Linked DNA regions of Macaca mulatta: all the other regions are linked to region 1. A link is a contact called in public Hi-C data. All regions are on one chromosome and are shown on one strand. The core of a region is the stretch at or near the end of the contact, and the rest is flanking DNA. Distances in the headings are between cores, read along the strand shown.

The links. A called contact is a pair of places that touch in the nucleus more often than the background predicts.
Region 2: a Hi-C map of fetal cortex germinal zone shows a contact between it and region 1, with 2.1 times the contacts expected there. The contact joins the promoter of PPHLN1 here to the promoter of YAF2 in region 1. A contact is called at or near these places in 4 of 14 Hi-C or Micro-C datasets (cortical neurons, fetal cortex germinal zone, fetal cortical plate and 1 more).
Region 3: a contact with region 1 is called in a Hi-C map of fetal cortex germinal zone, with 2.4 times the contacts expected there. The contact joins the promoter of GXYLT1 here to the promoter of YAF2 in region 1. A contact is called at or near these places in 4 of 14 Hi-C or Micro-C datasets (cortical neurons, fetal cortex germinal zone, fetal cortical plate and 1 more).

The regions. Positions count from the first base shown.
Region 1 is chr11:49,173,496-49,177,039 of T2T-MMU8v2.0, forward strand. It overlaps YAF2 (YY1 associated factor 2), which reads right to left and starts at 1,337. Exons shown (of 4, transcript NM_001266167.1): 1 at 1,258-1,337; 2 at 689-814. The coding sequence starts at 1,283.
Region 2 is chr11:49,268,774-49,271,958 of T2T-MMU8v2.0, forward strand. It overlaps PPHLN1 (periphilin 1), which reads left to right and starts at 1,634. Exons shown (of 13, transcript XM_077953921.1): 1 at 1,634-1,702. ZCRB1 (zinc finger CCHC-type and RNA binding motif containing 1) reads right to left here and starts at 1,546. Exons shown (of 8, transcript NM_001195521.1): 1 at 1,398-1,546.
Region 3 is chr11:49,080,935-49,084,187 of T2T-MMU8v2.0, forward strand. It overlaps GXYLT1 (glucoside xylosyltransferase 1), which reads right to left and starts at 1,308. Exons shown (of 8, transcript NM_001193857.2): 1 at 855-1,308. The coding sequence starts at 1,075.

The sequences.
Region 1 (3,544 bases), core at 87-2,586:
TTATTATACTGCAAGCTTACAATAAATAAAGTCTGAAAATGGGCAGAGATCTTTTCATCTCATTTGTCTAAGAGACTGCCATTTAATCAAACTAAAGATATGCAGGTACTTTCAGTAAAAATCTGTTCCTGTGACTGGGCTCATCTCCAACTACTTATTTATAAAATATTAGAGAACTGGAATAAAAACACTAAATAAAACCTTGATCTGACCCTTCCAGAAGTCCATATAGAAAAGAAGTTTAATATATTGTGTATTCTGCAATCAGATAGTTTTCTTTTTTTAGGAACGAAATTAAATTACATCCTTTGCTCCTAAAGAGGATTTTATGGGTTTTCCTTGATCCCTACACACTAACACAACAATGCAGCCAACATTTTTATACCCAGAGTGGGGAGAGGGACATTACACACGGCGATACGAATTAAATCGCAGTAGCTAATGCCTCCCATAAATAATTTATTCTCTCTTGGCAGCAAAAAACCTTACAGCCTCTTCAATTACCCCTCACCGCAAACCATCGCCTGGGTTGCGATCAATGTGACCCAGTTCCTATCGCCACAGCCACCTCCGTCTCGCCTCCTCCCGCCGGGTCCGCGAATGTCATGGGAGGGGGCGGCAGCCGCAGGGGCGTCCCCTGGTCGTCACCCCGCCAGCCGGCGGCGCGCGGGGCAGGCCTGGGACTCACCGGGTGGAGGTGCCCTTCCGCACATCGCACATCATGCACTTGAAGGCCTCGGCGCTGTTCCGGAAGGTGCAGACGCTACAGTCCCAGTAACCCTCATCCGAGGACGGCTTCGGCTGCCGCTTCGGCCTGCAGGACACAACCCGGACACGACGCGGCGCGGGGTCACCAGCAGGCCGCGCCCGGCGCCCGGGCCCCGCGGCCGCCCCCGCCCCGCCCCCCGCCCCAATTCCGCGACCCCCGCCCGGCGGGCCCCCGGCGGGCCCTCGGCGCGCCGCGCTCCGGCTCCAAGGGGGAAGGAAGTCAGGAAGAGGCAGGGCGCGAGCCCGGCCGCACTCGCCGCCGCCACAGCCGCTCTGACACCCGGGCTGCCGCTCCGGTAGCCGCCGCCATCGCGGCTCCATTGTGGGGCGGCCGGCGCCGGCCCCCTCACGCGGCAGCACTCGCACACCAGCGGCGCCGCCCCCGTGCTCGCCCCGGTGCCCGGGCGGCGAGCGAGGCAGCCACCCGAAGCCCTGCACCAGGGCCCTGCCGCCCGCACAGTCCGGGCCCCGGGGCCCGGGCGCTGTTACCTGGTGGGGCTCTTCTTGTCTCCCATGGCTTGGCTATCAACGCACGCTGAGAGTCGCCGCCGCGGCCGCTCTGTTTGTCAATAAGGAGGATAATAAGCCGGGCGGAAGCGGGCGGGGGAGGAGGGAGGAAGGGGGCGGGGAAGGCCGCACCGCCGCGCTCCGGAGCCGCCGCCGGATCCCACGCAGCCTCCAGCTGTCGGGGAAACTCCTGCCTGGGCGCACGTGACCCGCGCCCGCCAACCAGCAGCCGCGCCGGAGACTTCAAACGCGGCCAGCGCGGCCCAGCACCCGCGGCGAGTTAGCCGGCGGGCGGTGCGGAGGTGGACGCCTCGGCCTCGGGAGCCGGCGCCGCCTCTCCGCACTGTTGCCCTGTCGCCTTCTCGGTACCCACGGCTGCCAGGGACTGCCGCGCGCTCCAGAGCCCCTCTGAGGAGGAAAATATCTGTCCCACCGACTGGCTTGGGATGCTCAGTCATCCCGTGCGAAGCCTGGTCCAAGGTCTGGCATTCGGAGGCCTGTCCAGGTCTGGACAGAAGTGCCAGCCCGGGGTCTCCAGGTAGAACGACTTTCCTGGCCGCCGTCCTTAGCTACTCAGTCCCCGCCTGCAGGACACCACGGGGAAGGCGGGAACCAACACGCAGCGCCATTGCTAGATGCCTTAAAGCGCTACACAGATGCTCAAACAAGTAGGGCTTGTCACCCCTAACTTATAGGAATCGAAATCAAGACTCAAGAGAGGTTAGGTGACTTCCTCTGGGCTACATAATTAGAAAATGACAAAGCCAGGAGTCTAACTCTGCTCTAATTCCAAAGGCGCCCTTTTGGCCTCTCAGGCCTCTGCAGTAGCTGCTTTTGAAAGAAACCCAATACATACTCATAAGGCCTTTTTAAATATAAGGAGTTTGCATGTCCCCTCAACGCTGTCTGCTAACAAAAGAACACCTTCCCAGGTCTCTTTACCTCAATATACTAAATAAAGGTCCTCATACTCCAGACTCCAGCAACAGCCATCAAACTGGTCTCCGAAGCTCCACTTCCACCTCCCCAATCGATTCAGTAGTCCACAACCAGATGAATAATAAAATGCTGTTAATATTATGCCACCACTCTGATCAAGAACCACTAACGACTCCCACACTCCTTAGCCTGGCATTTAAAGGCTTCACACATTTTCCCTACCTCTGCATCCCTCTCCCATGAGAAAAGCTGTCTCCTGACAATGCACATGGGTTACTTCTGCATAAACTAGATCCCTCTTTAACAGTGCTGTTTCTGTCCATCTTTCTAGGTTTACATCAATTCCGAATTCATGTAAAATGATAATTTCATAGCTAAACTACAAAGGAAATGGTACAGTCAGAAGTCCAGGGTTCTCAGCCTGCTTCCCCTGTTTCTTAGCTGATAGATCTTGGAAGTATTGCTTAATTTCTGTAATTCTCAACGTTTTCATCTTCTGAATGGCATCTATATGAGATTGTTGTGCGATTAATAATAAAATAATATTTTTTGGCCGGGCGCGGTGGCTCACGTGTGTAATCCCAGCACTTTGGGAGGTGGAGGCGGGCGGATCACCTGAGGTCAGGAGTTCAAGACCAGCCTGGCCAACTTGGTGAAACCCCATCTCTACTAAAAAATATACAAAAATTAGCCTGGCGTGGTGGCGGGTGCCTGTAATCTCAACTACTCGGGAGGCTGAGGCAGAGAGAATTGCTTGAACCCGGGAGTCGGAGGGTGCAGTGAGCCGAGATCGTGCCACTGCACTCCAGCCTGGGCGACAGAGCGAGACTCCGCCTCTAAATAAATAAATAAATAATTTTTTTTAGCACTATGTGCCAGGCACTTTGTAAATCCCTGTACGTAGATTCATATTTTAAAGGACTCAAAGTGCTATGCACATGGCCTCATTGACTGCAGATGCTCTTCGATTTAGAATGGGGATACTTCCCGATAAATCCATCTTAAATAAAAAATACCATAAATCGAAAATGCATTTGGTACACCGATAAACCCATCGTAAAGTAGAAAAATCGTAAGTTGAGCCGTTGTAAATCCATAGTCTAGCCCTTCATTTTAAAGACAAGGAAGTTAGGGCCCAGGTTAAATGGTTTTTCTTTAATGAATAGGCCAGGGTTAGAGCTCAGGTATCCTGAGACGAATGTCTTTCACCGCACCTTCTTTCTGATTAACCAAGTCACTCCATTTACATAGCAGTCTCTAAACTCATTCTACTATCTGTACTTTTTGCAAATGTAGCTTCTCATGATTCAGACCCGAATTCGGAAACCAG
Region 2 (3,185 bases), core at 384-2,883, 96 kb after region 1:
ACAAAAAACAAAAATCAATACAGTATTAACAATCACCGATTTAACTATGCCAGATTTGTACACCTTCCTTACAAGTTAGGAACTCCAGCAGGCTGAATTAAGGAATTCCTTTTTCCCAGTCACCACTCAAGAAAAATTCTTTTTTGGTTCTTCTTCTTTCAAGTATTCTTTACATCAACACTTTCAGTGCCAGACTGTATGGGTATGGAGATGGGTTTTAAATAGATGAAGGAAAAACCCTAAGGCTACTCCTAACTTCCACTCAGACTATGAGCAAAAAATGCTTTAATGCATATGTATTGTATATGGACAATACCTACACCTTGCTCACCCAGATCAGAAAGAGCATGGGGACTCAGAAAGAACCTTAGTCACTGATTTTTGCTAATACACAGTCATGCTACGCTTAACGAAGGAGGTATGTTCTGAGTGTGTTACGTGATTTCATAGCGCAAACATCATAGGGTGTACTGAGACAAACTTAGATGGTCTAGCCTATTGCTCTTAGGCTGCAACCTGTATAGCATGTTAATGTAGTGAATAATGTAGACAATTGAAACACAATGGTAAATATTTACGTAGCTAAAGACAGAAAAGGTGCACTAAAAACATGGTACAATGTATTATACTCTTAGGAGACCACTGTGGTATATGTGGTTTGTTGTTAACCAAAAAGTTGTTATGCTGTGCATGCCTGTACTATGGCTGGGTACCTTTTTTGTTTGTCTTAATTTTTTTTTCTCTGGAGTGGTGTGTAAAGAGGAAAATTTTCTTTTCCCCATTTAGTATGATATTAAGGAGGAAATTTAAGCTTTACGCATTGACAATATAAACTTCTTTCGAAATGTTAACTTTGCTTATTGCCAAATTATGAAATGATACATTATATAAATAGGCTTGGTGCCTGGAAGAGACGGACTTGTATGTATGTGTGTATATGTATATAAAATTTACAAATGTAATCAGTAATTAATTTTCACACCTTATCTTACAAAGTCAGCAAATTACTGTGAGAATATCAGACTCAACCAAATTCAAATTTCTGATTTAAAAAGAGCGTGTGGTGTGTATTTGAGATGGGGGACGAACCATCACAAATGGAAAAGTACTGACTCTAAGGCATGCCAATTCGTGAAGGAATGAGAAAACTGCCTCATGTTTGGTGTTTTGGGGGAATTATTTAGAAAACTTCAGGAACTCAACATAGATAGGTCGCTTTTTAAAAGTTTCTCATTTGAAACTATGCCTTAGACGTTCTGCTGAGAGCCGCGAAGGCAGGTAGACGTTAAGGTCCTGGAATAAAAAGGGTGGCAGGAGAGAGGGGCAGAGCATTTTGGCAGCCGAGTCTGGGGAGGGGGTCCCGCAGAAAAGAAGGCCGCAGCTGAGGAGGCGTTTACCTTCACGTGGGGTGGGCCTGGGAGACCAGAAGAGTGCGAGCCCTCAGCTCAGCTGGGGCTCAACCCCGACTCTTCGTAGCCGCTCGCAGCGGCCTTGGCATCACGAGTCCTGGGAGGGGTCAGGCGCGGGGACCAGATGGTAGCAGCCACGGTGCCTCTTCCCGGTTGTTTCAGATCCGGGCCCCGAAGGCGGGCCCAGAGGCGAGCGCTTCGCTGACGTCAATGCGCGCGCCGGAAGTGCCTACTGGGATAACGGCGGCGAGCGGACGACTACGTTTACGGGGTGTCTCGGAGGGCCAGAGTCGGTGAGCGACTTTTACCTTTCCCAGAGATGGATGCAGAGCGAGTGCGGGCTGCTAAACGCTGGGGGTTTAGCGGGGGCAGGCGGGAGTTTTCTGTGTCGGGTCCTGGATTCCCCTGCCTTTGAATTGTGCAGCAATTCTGCCCATGCGGTTGAGGGTGGAGAGACGCAGTGGAGTTTGGAATAAAGGGAAGTATTGAGTCTTAAGATACGGGTTCGCCTCTCTGTAGCGCCTTAATATGCAAAAAGAAGACTGAGCTAGGTAACTTCAGTAACCCGAGAGCAGTCAGGAAGTTCGTAATTGTACTGAAGGTGTTCGCCGTACCCAGCTATTAGGCACTTTGGGAACTACAAAATAAACGGACCTTTTTTTTTGGTTTGTTTTGTTTTCTGGTGGAGATCTCAGTCTAGTTGGGGAGACAAGGACAACTTGGGGAGAGTTAGATTCACAGAATGACTCATCTTTAGCGTGGGTATGGACAAATGTTGAACTTCTTGGCACCTTTTCTCTTCCTGTAAATCTATAATGGCTACGCACTGCTTTTTCTGTAAGAGGCCATAACGTGCCCATCATTCCTACAGAAAAATCAGAACATAATGCAAGGTAGTTTATACTTCTGCCCACCAGCACATACAGACCAGGCCTCTAACCACTCCCTGGGAGCCTGCGTTCTAGCAGCCTGGAACCCAGAGCCTCGCCTGGAGCCTGCACAATCTATCCAGAGTGAAGCCGATGTCTTCTAGAGGGACGGAAGTGCAATCCATCCAGGGCGCAGCTGAATTTTGAGAGGCCTGAATACCTCCGTGGCCGCCAGGGGACCGCTGGGACTAAGTCTCTTGGCAAACTTGTGGCCGGCCAAACCTACTATGCATTACATCCCTGTTATCCTTGGTTACCGCACAAGATGTAAGCCTCTTTGGTCTTCTGTGCTATAGTCTCATTTCCATGCTGCTTTGTGCTTCCTTTCGACTTAGGCTATCACTACTTCTTCGTTTCTTCCCCATTTAACCCCTCAACACCCCCATCTGTGCTTTCTGAAACATCTATTTCCTGCTTAAACTATTTTACGTATTCAACTTCTTTAGTGAAATTCTCTTTCATCTCCTAACCTTTACTATTGATAACACGTAGCTTTTCCTGCCAGCCATTTCAGTTGAGCCCTTTCTCTGACCCTGCATTTAAAATTTGGGCATGGCTGTAGCCATGTTGAACTGATTTCAATTCCTTAAAATACTGTCTTCCCTCAGTATCTTCACAAAGGCTCTTTTGTCTCTCTGGGACATTTGAGCTCCCTGTTCCCTCTTGCCTTTTTCTGGATAACTTCTACTAAAGATCTGAGTTTAGCTGTCACTTTACTTGAGGGGTATTCCCTAACTTCCATAGAGTTAGGTATTTTTGCTGTGTACTCTTAGCTGCCCTGCACTTCCCTTACGGCATTTATCACACGTATCCTAATTGCTTGTTTCTTTACCATCCCTACTAAGCG
Region 3 (3,253 bases), core at 58-2,557, 93 kb before region 1:
TCTCAAAATGATGTTAAACAGCCCACAGCTGACCTACACTCCCTCTCCAGACAAATCCTATACTTTTCTGTATCAAAGCAGCATTTGCCAAGTCTTGGTAGGGAGCACTTCAGTCGTTGCCAGAGAGGTGCCCATACATAAGGTGGAAGTGTCCATGTTGCAAGGCAGTGTAAACGCTCAGATTTCAAGCATTCATAATGCGTTGACAGAAACATTTTTTTTTCTATTTAAATCTCGTGTCGATTCCTACTCTGGCAGTGATTTGTGCAAAGCCACCTAGGTCATTACGTCGCTTTTTAAATACCGATTTGTCAAGAAAGATAGTGTTTCCAAAAGAAAATTTCACAACCCGCACAAATGCCATTTCCAAATTTAACCGTGGCTAATGCTTAAAAGTGTAAGCGTTAACACAGCAAAATCAGCATGAGAGACAAAACACACACACATACACGCACAATCCTTCAACACTGAACTAGGGCGCCAGCCTCATGTTTAAATATCTCAACTTGAACTCCACTGAAACAAGAAGGAATTCTCACTAGCCAGGCAGCAGCAAGGCTTTTGTGAACACTTCTTATTTTCAAAGAATCCTTTTTTTAAAAAACTGAAAATTAATTTCTAACTGCTTTAAAGGGCGCATGACTGGGTCAAAAGACAAACACAAAAAGTGTGGGACACTCTCAGGCGGGAGCAGCGCTGGTTTAGTCCCGGCCGGAGGGGAAGGAGGGAAATCAGTGAGGGGTCAGAAACCGCAGGAAAGACGCGGGAGGCGCGGCGCCGACCCGCGAGCAGCCCGGGCCAGGCCGAGCCCGCGCCCTGCGCCCGCCGCGTCCCCCACCGGGAACTGCCCGTACCTGCCCGACCCGCCGGGATGCGCTGCGGGGCCCGCGCCGCCCGTGCCTCTCACGGCGCCGCGTCCGCCGCCCGCGAGCCAGGAAGCCACCGCGGCCTGCGGCTTCCCGCCACCGCCACCCGCTCCTTCTTCCAGGGAAACGGCGAGCTGACTGAAAGCGTAAAGAAGCGAGCAGAAGCCGCAGGCCAAACACAGCACGACGACGCGCAGGTAGCGCCGCATCGCCCCGGCCGCGATCCTCAGTCTCCGCCGCCGCCGCGCCCGCCCGGGCGAACTGGAGCTGAGGGAGCGGCACCGCGCAGCTGCGGGCGCAACAAGTTCCTCCCCCGCCGCCGCCGCCGCGGCCGCCGCCTTGCACCCGCTCCCTTCCTTCCCTCCCCGCCCACCACCTAGGCGAGCGCAGCCGCGGCGCCAGAGCCGGCTGACAACCCGCCCGGAAGCCCGGACGCCGCCTCTGCCGCCGTGCGCCCATGGGTCAGCCGCAGCGACGCAGCCCCGCCTCTCCCCCGGGCGGGAGGGCTGGACGCGCCGGCGCAGATCGCGTGGGAGGGACGCAGGGCTGGCGCGCCTGGGGCGGAGTGGGCGCGCGGAACGCGGCGCGCTTGCGGGGAAGAGTGAGCGCAGGCTGACGCGCAGGTGACTTGGAGCCCAGTGGGTCTCGACCGCCGAGAGAGGTGGAGCGAAAGCCTCGGCTCTGGAGGCAGTTGACCTAAATTCTAATTATGGTCCTTCCACATGGTGGTTTGTGACACTGGGTAACCTAAATTCTCTGAGCATGTTTCTTCGTCCCTAAAATGGAGCTACTATCCTCATCGTGGGGTGGTTGTAAAGATTAAACTGTTTAACGCACGAAAACCGCCTAGCACTTAGAAGGCACTTGACTAGGCCACTTTCCTCTCCATCCTCCCCCAGCCTGTAAGTTTCTGTGATACTAGAATGTGCACGAGCCATTTTCACTCAGATAAGCTCATTGCTTCGTGTGTTTGGTATGCGGACCTTGCCTGCCAGCAGACAGTTCCTGTACTGCAGGGCTCTTCCCTTTGACCTTTTTGACCTCCCTCACAACTCATTATTTGCATGTGCAAAACAATTAGTATTCTCCCCACAGAGCTTCTCCTTTCTTCCCCAGTTCTTCTCCCTCTTCTTCAGCTGTTTCCACTACGTTCATTCATTGACCATTTATAAAGCATCACTTGGGCCAAGCGCTGTGTGAGTACCTAGGGGTATAAAGAAGCCTAACTGGAGCGTGGGTGGGACAGCGGATACTTGTAAATAAGCGCAACACAATGATACAGACTTAAGATCCAGGCCTGTAAGGGACACACACAAAGGAACAATCAGTTCTGTCTGCGAGTGTGGTCAAGAGAGACTTCATAGCAAAGGTGCCGCTAGAGTCTTGAGTCGGTTAAGGGAAGTAATTCCAGGCTGAAGGATCAATAAACAGGCTCCTGTGTAGGGAACCGTGAGAAGTTTGATACCACCAGCTAAGTGAATGCAAGAGAGGATATGACGAGCGATAAGAGCGTAGAAGTGGCCAGATATTTGAATGCTTTGTTTAGCACACCTAGGAGTTTGAATTTAATCTGCAAGACACTAGTGAACCATTGAAGGGTTTTTAAATAGGGAAGTAACATGATCACATTTGCATTTTAGAGAGCAGACTCTGGCTGTAGTGTGGAGGCTGAAACAGCTAGAGGAGAGATTGGAAGCAGAAAGCAGCACCAGTGCCAAAAAGTGAGGGAAGGGAGGCTTCAAAATACACACACACACACAAACACACATTCATAGGGAAAAATCATGCGTTTAACTGCTGAAATTGCATCTGGGGAGTTGACAAGTTTCACCATGAAATACAAGGTGGGGAAATGCTCAATATAGTAGCAGTTTCCATTTGGATCCTTGGCTCCCTATACCAAAAAAGTAGTGGTTCTGTGACCATGAGAAAGTCACTGAACAAATTTAAGGTTCAACTTCCTCCCCTTCTTACTTTACCTGATAAAAAATGAAAATTAGCATGCTATCGAGATGTGTAAAGAGAATGAGAACATACATTTATGCATTCAATAAACATTTATTGAACATATTCTACATGCCAGACAAGGGGCTCGGATGCAGAGTATTCAGAAATAAAGGAGTGTACTGCTCTCAAAGGCAGGACAGGCAAATAAGAATCACGAGAATGCTAAATCCTTCCACTACAACTTACACTTCTTAGAGAAATGAAGATAAACTTAACGAAGTACCCAGAATGATAGGAAAAGCATTGATAATAATGAAAATACCTTTTGAGAGAAAGCTGAAGGATATGGTACCAAGAAACTAGAGTAAGGACTGGTACTCAAAAAATGTTTAATTTAAAAGATACTAACTGTAACTTATCTATTTCAACAAAGAAACTAA